Linked DNA regions of Mus musculus: region 2 is linked to region 1. Evidence: chromatin contacts called from public Hi-C data. All regions are on one chromosome and are shown on one strand. Each heading gives the region's core, a stretch centred on a gene start, on an enhancer-like site or on the middle of the called end of the contact. The rest is flanking DNA. Distances are from core to core; before and after follow the strand shown. Region 1 holds the start of Cysltr1 (cysteinyl leukotriene receptor 1). Region 2 has its middle 89 kb from the start of Rtl3.

Evidence for each region. Hi-C and Micro-C count contacts between places; a contact is called where the count stands out from the background.
Region 2: a Hi-C map of trophoblast stem cells shows a contact between it and region 1, with 8 times the contacts expected there. The contact joins the enhancer-like site here to the promoter of Cysltr1 in region 1. A contact is called at or near these places in 1 of 39 promoter capture datasets (macrophages), 2 of 484 Hi-C or Micro-C datasets (the BV-2 cell line and trophoblast stem cells), 5 of 115 datasets of contacts at active chromatin or transcription factors (the SCID.adh cell line, bone marrow-derived dendritic cells, bone marrow-derived macrophages and 2 more) and 4 of 9 other capture datasets (adipose tissue, liver, macrophages and 1 more).

The regions. Positions count from the first base shown.
Region 1 is chrX:106,602,067-106,605,676 of GRCm38.p6, forward strand. It overlaps Cysltr1 (cysteinyl leukotriene receptor 1), which reads right to left and starts at 1,613. Exons shown (of 4, transcript NM_021476.5): 1 at 1,169-1,613. All of the region lies in intron 1 of Gm5127 (predicted gene 5127), which reads left to right.
Region 2 is chrX:106,749,637-106,753,246 of GRCm38.p6, forward strand. No RefSeq gene overlaps it. Among named protein-coding and RNA genes, the nearest start is that of Rtl3, 89 kb to the right of the region's middle. Within about 2 kb of position 1,850, at least 3 of the 459 cell types and tissues checked have an H3K27ac peak or open chromatin away from gene starts, as enhancers often do. A contact at or near this core is called in trophoblast stem cells, where this site is marked.

The DNA.
Region 1 (3,610 bases), core at 363-2,862:
CAGAGGTAAACTTTAGTCACAATTGGGGTACTAATTGTAAAATTATGACAGGAAATAATTTTTCAGTGACTTAAACTTGATGCCACAGATATGATAAATTTAAAATTATCTAGACACAAATTTTATCTAAAATATACTCTGGTAATAATACTTTATAAATCTTTATAAAATGTTTGCTATCATTCTTAAAGCAGTATACAAACAGATCCAAGTTAGATGCCCTCTAACTATATGGTAGTTTGATCTCCTTGATTTCAAAACAATTGCAGAGACAGGGATTTAGAACCACTGAATTTAAAAAGGTAGTGCCTGCCAGTCTATTTGCATACCATTGAAAATAGCTAAGAAGACAAAAAAACGTTCTTGTCCCATGTGGTTGATTAAATTGTATGACTTCTTAGTCTAATGTTAACCTAGTGAGTTTAGCCCTAAGTTACAAAGTAGGTCATAGGTATTTCTACTAGTTGTCTGTAAGTTGATAGGGCTTTCTTTCTGTAGTCTTGAGTCAAATGGCCAGTTTCTAGCAGCGTGGTGTGTTGCAAGGAAATTCCTTAACCTGTCTGAGTCACTTTTCTCTTTACCTAAGAGAGGGGCCTGGGGGAGGGTAGAATGAGAACTATGATGAGAATGAAGGAGTGGGGGAAAGAGGGACATCCTGTCTCAATTATAGGATGCAAAGAAGGTGAAAAGTGTGAAACTTTGAGCAGGATGTAAAGTGAATTAAGTAAGAAGAAAACAAAGCATGAAAGTGCCTCGTGAAAAGTCTAGGTCAGCCCCCAACTGGTTGGTTTACGTGCAGCAGCAGCCGCTGAACACATTCTTTCCACATTTAAATCTGCATTACAGAAGCTCCAGGGTAGCCTTAAGATGGGAGCTTGAGGCCGATTTTGCACTTCTGGCTGAGTCGTAAAGGTGCTGGAGGCTTGAGGAATGCCACCTCAACAGTTTGCCATTTTGAGCGTGCAACAGAGGCAGTGAGCTACACTTGCTGACAGGCTGATTAGACGATCAGAGCTCTGGCCAAGAACCAAAGCCGAAAGAATGCAGATGTTCAGATTAGCAGCTTAATTCAAGGCAGATAAGGCAGGGCAGTTATCCACAATCTCTGAGGCATTTGGTAGAATCTGCCATCAGTTCAACTTTGCTCCAACCAACCCAATTTTCTTACCTGCTGATTCCAAGCTTCACAGTTTAAGGTCCTTTTGCTCCCTGAAGCAAGATCCAAATCTTCAGAAATTCCAACCTGCTAGTCTCCTGGTGAGCTAACCCTGGATGGTGAGCTGCAAATAAGTCTGGATATTCGGGATGGTCCACTCCATTCACAGGGCTCCTGCTCTTTAGGAATGTTTCTTTTCCAGAGGAGAGAGGTCAGGCCATGGCACATTTGCTAGCCAATAGACCTCGACTCTTCTTCCTGTTTCTTAGTACTTCTCAAGCCGCTTCAACCCCGCCAGAGTTTGGCTTCCCTGGTTTAAAGTGGGGGAAGGGAAAGAGCGGAGAGGGAAGAAGAATAGAAACTGGAGACTTGCACGTAATATGCACAAATGAGTGTTTATCTCTGGCTACTGCAATAGAATCCTCAGGAAGTCATGCAGCTGCTCTGAGGTGGGAAGTAAGGAGGAGTGTCTGCTGTTCAGCTTACTTCTCTCTGATTTTTATGACTGGAGGGTGCTTAGGCTATTTGTAGGCGGGGAAAAGATAATCCTACCAGTATATGCTAATATATCTGGCATTATGTGAAACTTGATCTTAAGATATACTTCCTCTTTACCTCTCTCCTTCCATATATCCTCTCTCCTTCACAGGCTGTATGTGTGTGTGTCCCCCTCCTTCATGAAATTTGTGATTCTATAAGAATTTTGAAAAGCATTTTTCTTTTTGATTGTCTCATATCCTAGGAGGAAAAGGACATGCCAATCTAGAGTGTGCTAATTAGAACCTGAGGTGTGATTTGATGTTGAAGACAAATTGATAAGATTTTGAAGTAAACTGGGTGAATGAACTACTTTGAATTTTACTATGAAAGTCCTGTGTTGGGATACACACACACACACACACACACACACACACACACATTGTGTAAACGTAGCCTTATTATTAATAACTAGTTGGAAGGACTTGTAAATGTCCTTATAACAGTGGCTTTCTGGCCAGTTATGGGCTACAAGAAAGAAATTTCTCAAATTTTCCATCTTTAGGCAGCCTAATGACTTTACAGTCACTCTTTATCCTCTTCCACGGAATCCTTGGATGCAGTGGTAATGATGATGCTTGGGAGAAAAGGTCGTCCAAGAACATTTAAAAGGGAAGCAAACATTTGGATTCAAGAGCAGACTTTAATCCTATCTTGGGAATTTTATTGCTATTTTAGCCAGTATTTATTCAATGGAATTGAGTTTATAAGAGATACAGAGTATAAAGTTTTACTTCCCCTCCAGTATGTGTTGTTTTCAAGGAGTTTGAGTTATGGCAGAAGGGGTATTTTTTTTTAGATACTGAAGAAAAGTGCTTTAAGATAGCACCACTTGGGGCTGGTGAGATGGCTCAGTGGGTAAGAGCACCCGACTGCTCTTCCAAAGGTCCAGAGTTCAAATCCCAGCAACCACATGGTGGCTCACAACCATCTGTAATGAGATCTGATGCCCTCTTCTGGTGTGTCTGAAGACAGCTACAGTGTACTTACATATAATAAATAATAAATAAATCTTAAAAAAAAGAAAAGATAGCACCACTGTTGGTGTAGCATCGAGGGGGTGCCCCCCCCCTCTGACTTCTTTATTTCTTTAGTTGTGTCTCTGTTCCTGAGTGATGGGAAGAACAGGCTTTCCATCAGCTCTGACAGGGCTTCACTTTCTATTAGCTGCTCCAATCTTACTGTGTTTTCTGGAACTGACTGCATTCCATTTCTCCTTTCCTTCTCTCGCCATCCTTTCTTCTCCATCCAGTTTCGTTGCAGCTATCGCCTTACATTTTCAGAAGATGTTAACAGGGTAGACTGACACCTCTCTACTGTTACCTCCCTGCTTCCCTCTCCTCACTTTCCTAGATGCTTTTCAGTTCTGACATTTTAAAAAGTGTGGTAGAGAAGATCAAGTAAGGAGAGCGCTGGAAAATGGGTCTTCACATATATATTAGATGATGAATCTGTGTTAGTAAAACACCACTAGGTAGAAAGTTAAGGGGTTTTCAGTCATGTAGTATTCACATACCCACTCTAGGCCAAAAGATCTTCTATGGAGAGTATACAGATGCAGAGCTGAAGGGGCCTGGAAAATGATCTTGTTTAAAATTTAATTTTAGCTGAAATGGATATGACATTCCTGTTTTATTATTGCTTTCTCCAGGTGTTATCCCATTGCTTTGTTTAGATTGTTTAATAAGTAATACTGTTCAGCTTTCTCATACTGCAGATAAGAACGTAGACCACAGAAGAAGCTCTCACAAGATGTATTTCGGCTAAACTGTCTTTTGTAGGTTTACTTTTTATCATTTTCTTTTTTAATTGTAAATAAAGTTGTTTTCATGCAATATATTCTGATAACAGTTTTCTCTTTCCTAATCTCCCAAATCTTCTCCTACTCCCTGTATCTCCCACTCTATTGCTTCTTTC
Region 2 (3,610 bases), core at 600-3,099, 150 kb after region 1:
TCCCACATAGAGTCTCCAACCCAGACACTATTGTGGATGCCAACAAGTGCTTGCTGACAGGAGCCTAATATAGTTGTTTCCTGAGCATCTTTGCCAGAGCCTGACAAATACAGAGATGGATGCTCTTAGCCAATCATTGGACCATGCTACTCCTTTTAAATCAACCCTACTCATCACTAATGTCCCTAGAAATACCTATTTTGATTCTTCATAGTCTTTTGGGGTTCAACCCCCCAGAATGTTATATGAACAAAATAACACAAAACATGGCTCTGTCCTTGAGGTTTTTCTTTGGCAAAATAGATGTCTGGTTTGTTTATGTTGCTTGAGTAAATTGTTCTTTTATAGTGCAATGTAGTGCTCTAAAATATGCATATGTTGTCATCTGTTTATCGAGCTTTTAATTCTTCAACCTGGGTTGTTTTATGTTTTGGCTATTTTGGATAAAACGTCTAGGAACGTTTATATACAAAAATTTTTGTGTGAACATACTTTTTCATTACTGTTTGATGCACACCTCAGAATGCAATTGTTGGGTCACTCACTATCATGCATTTAACATTACTGAAAACAACTGCCAAACTCTTTTCTAAAGTGGCTACAATATTTTGTATTCCCTTAGGGTAATCAGGTAACCTTTGACTCAATTCTAATACATTTTTTTCATTCAGATTTGTGTTCTTTTCTCTCCTTAGTTGTTTCTCCTTCCCCCACCCTCTTCTCAGAATAGACTTTATCTTTTTAAATGTTTTATTTATTTACACTCCAAATGTTGCTCCCTTTCTGGACTCCCTCAAAGAATTCTTCACCCCATCTCTTCTCTGCTTTGCCTCTTGAGAGTGTGTTCTCTTCTTACTCAGTAAGAAGTGAATATTAGCAAAAAAATATACAAAATATCCAGGGTACAATCCACAGAACTCAAGAAGGTAAACAAACTGAAGGGCCCAAGTTAGGATGCCTTAATCCCACTTGGGAGGGAGAAGAAATAAATCACAGGAGGGTGGAGGGAGGGAGAGAGGGACCTTTGTGGGAAAGGGGATAGGGAGGGAAAGAGTGGAACAAGATCAGGTATTGAGTGGAGGGAACAGAACTGAAGCTCTGAGGGCCAACAGAAAGAATGGATACCAGAAACCTTGGGAGGTTGGGGGTGGTGTCTCTAGAATGTAACAGAGACCTGGAAGGTGAGAGACTCAGAACTCATAGGGAGGGACTGTAGATGAAATACCCAACAGTAGGGAGAGAGAACTTGTAGAGTACATCTCCAGTAGAAAGACAGGTCATCAAGTGGAGGGATGAGGTTGCCATCCCACAGTTACAACTCTGAACCATAATTGTTCCTTTTTGAAAGAACTGGAGGGACAAAAAAATGAAGAAGAGCCTGAAGAAAAGTAGGTCCAGTGACAGGCCCAAAGTGAGATCCAGCTCAAGGGGAGGCCTCAAGGCCTTACACTATTACTGAGGCTACGGTGTGCTTACAAACAAGAGCATATCATGACTGCCCTCCAAAAGGCCCAACAAGCAGCTGGAAGAGCCAGATGCAGATATTTACACTCAACCAATAAACAGAAGTCAGTGGCTCCTGTGGTTGAATTAGAGAAAAGCTGGAAGAAGCTGAGGAAGAGAGCGACCCTGTAGGAGGATAAGCAGTCTCAACTAACCTGGGCCCCCAAAATCTCTCAGACACTGGACCACCAACCAGGCAGCATATACCAGCTGATATGAGGCCCCCAACACATATACAGCAGAGTACTGCCAGGTCAGGACTCAGTCAGAGAAGACGCACCTAACCCTCAAGAGACTTGAGGCCCCAGGAAGTGGGAAGGTCTGATGGGATGGAGGTAGGGTTGAGAACACCCCTTAGAGATGGTGGGGGGAGGAGGTATGGAATGTGGAACAGTCAGAAGGTGGACAGGGAAGGACATAATGTCTGGACCTTAAAAAAATTAAAGAATAAATACAAAAGGAAAAAAATCCTTATTTAAAGAGTCCTTGAAATCACCAATATTAAACCAGATAGGGTCTCTTGATGAGTAGAAACTCACAGTTTTGGTTAGGCTTGATGGAGACAATAAGCCCTTAGAATTTTCCTGACTCTGCCCTGACTCCACAGTTTGAGAGTTACTGGTATATACTGCTGTGCCTGGTTTATATTTATATGCTAGGTGCCTCGGACCAGCCTCAGTCGACTCCCCTCAAACAGCTGGAGAAATCAGGGTTCTGGACAGGTGGTCCAAGAGTTGTCGAGAAATGACAAACAAATTCGGACACAAGGGAGTGTGCTGTATCTGAATGCAGTTTGTCAAATCAAGCATCAAACGTTTCATACAGAAGAAAATAGGGAAGTTAGGTGACACATAGGCAAGGTACAATGAGGTTACCGGATGCTTAATGACTCTAACACAAAACAGAGGAATGCAAACACAAAGACTGGCAGGAACTGGGCAATAAAACAACTGAGACAAAATCAGCTCTATTCTTAGGTCAGCTATATTCTTAGAAGCCAGGTGTGAGGTCTTTACACTCCTGGGGCAAGGGCTTTCACACCCAAGTCATAGTTCTAATTAGAGAGTTCCACTCTAGCTAACCATCTCATGAATAATGCAATACTCTAAGATCACAGCCCGATCTACTTCCTAAACCATTGTAAATTCCTGTATATGGGAGTGACTTGGCTTTTATTCTAAGTGATAGTGTGTGGGGACTTTCTACTAATAAGTAATGTAGTCTGCCATACATAACTATAATAAGAATTCTAAACTTACTTTGCTAAGCTTGTCCTGAGATTTCTACCTCTATGTAGTAGATAGTAATGATTTCTTTCACTATCTCTCTTACAATACTAGAGGCAATTCTGAATTTCACTGAATAGGCAACATTCTTACTGAATTCCAAGCCCGGGATCGTCTCAAGCATTGGTGAAGGCCAGGAAGCAAAGTTCGATTTTGCTTAGCTATTTGGCAAGTCATTGCTTGGAGGCACCTATAATAAAACAATACTGAAAGAGAGCACACAGATCCATTGGCAAGGACAAGTTTGGATCATTCGTTATACAGGATGCCACAGTTCCAGGAGACTAAGTTTCAGTGAATGTTTGCTTTTGGCCTGTCATGCGGTCACTACTGGAGTGGATGTAGCAGCTAGGGACTTGAATTCAGATCCTCTTGTTTGCAGAACAAGCATTTTTCTCCACTGTCAAATGAAGCTAATAGCACTAGTCTTGCTTTGCTCCATATATCTCAAGGTTCTCGTGAAAATTAAATTAGGGGATGCTTAGCAGAATTTTGAAAGAAATGTGAGTGTGTGATCAGAAGACTCTAGTACTGGTACTACTTCACCCACTTTCCCTCTTTTTACTTCTTCTAGTCAGTAAGTTGCTTTTGAAAATGCTGCTCTTGTTATTGCTATAGCACTGAGATGATTCTAGAGTAATTCTAACAGCAAGTCATTCACTGACCCAGTATAGAGCAAAAGTCTACTCATTAAAATAAAACTAATTTGTTAAGATATGGAAATTTGCCGGGCATGGTGGCTCACAACTTTAATCCCAGCACTGGGGAGGCAGAGGCCGACGGATTTCTGAGTTCGAGGCCAGCCTGGTCTACAAAGTGAG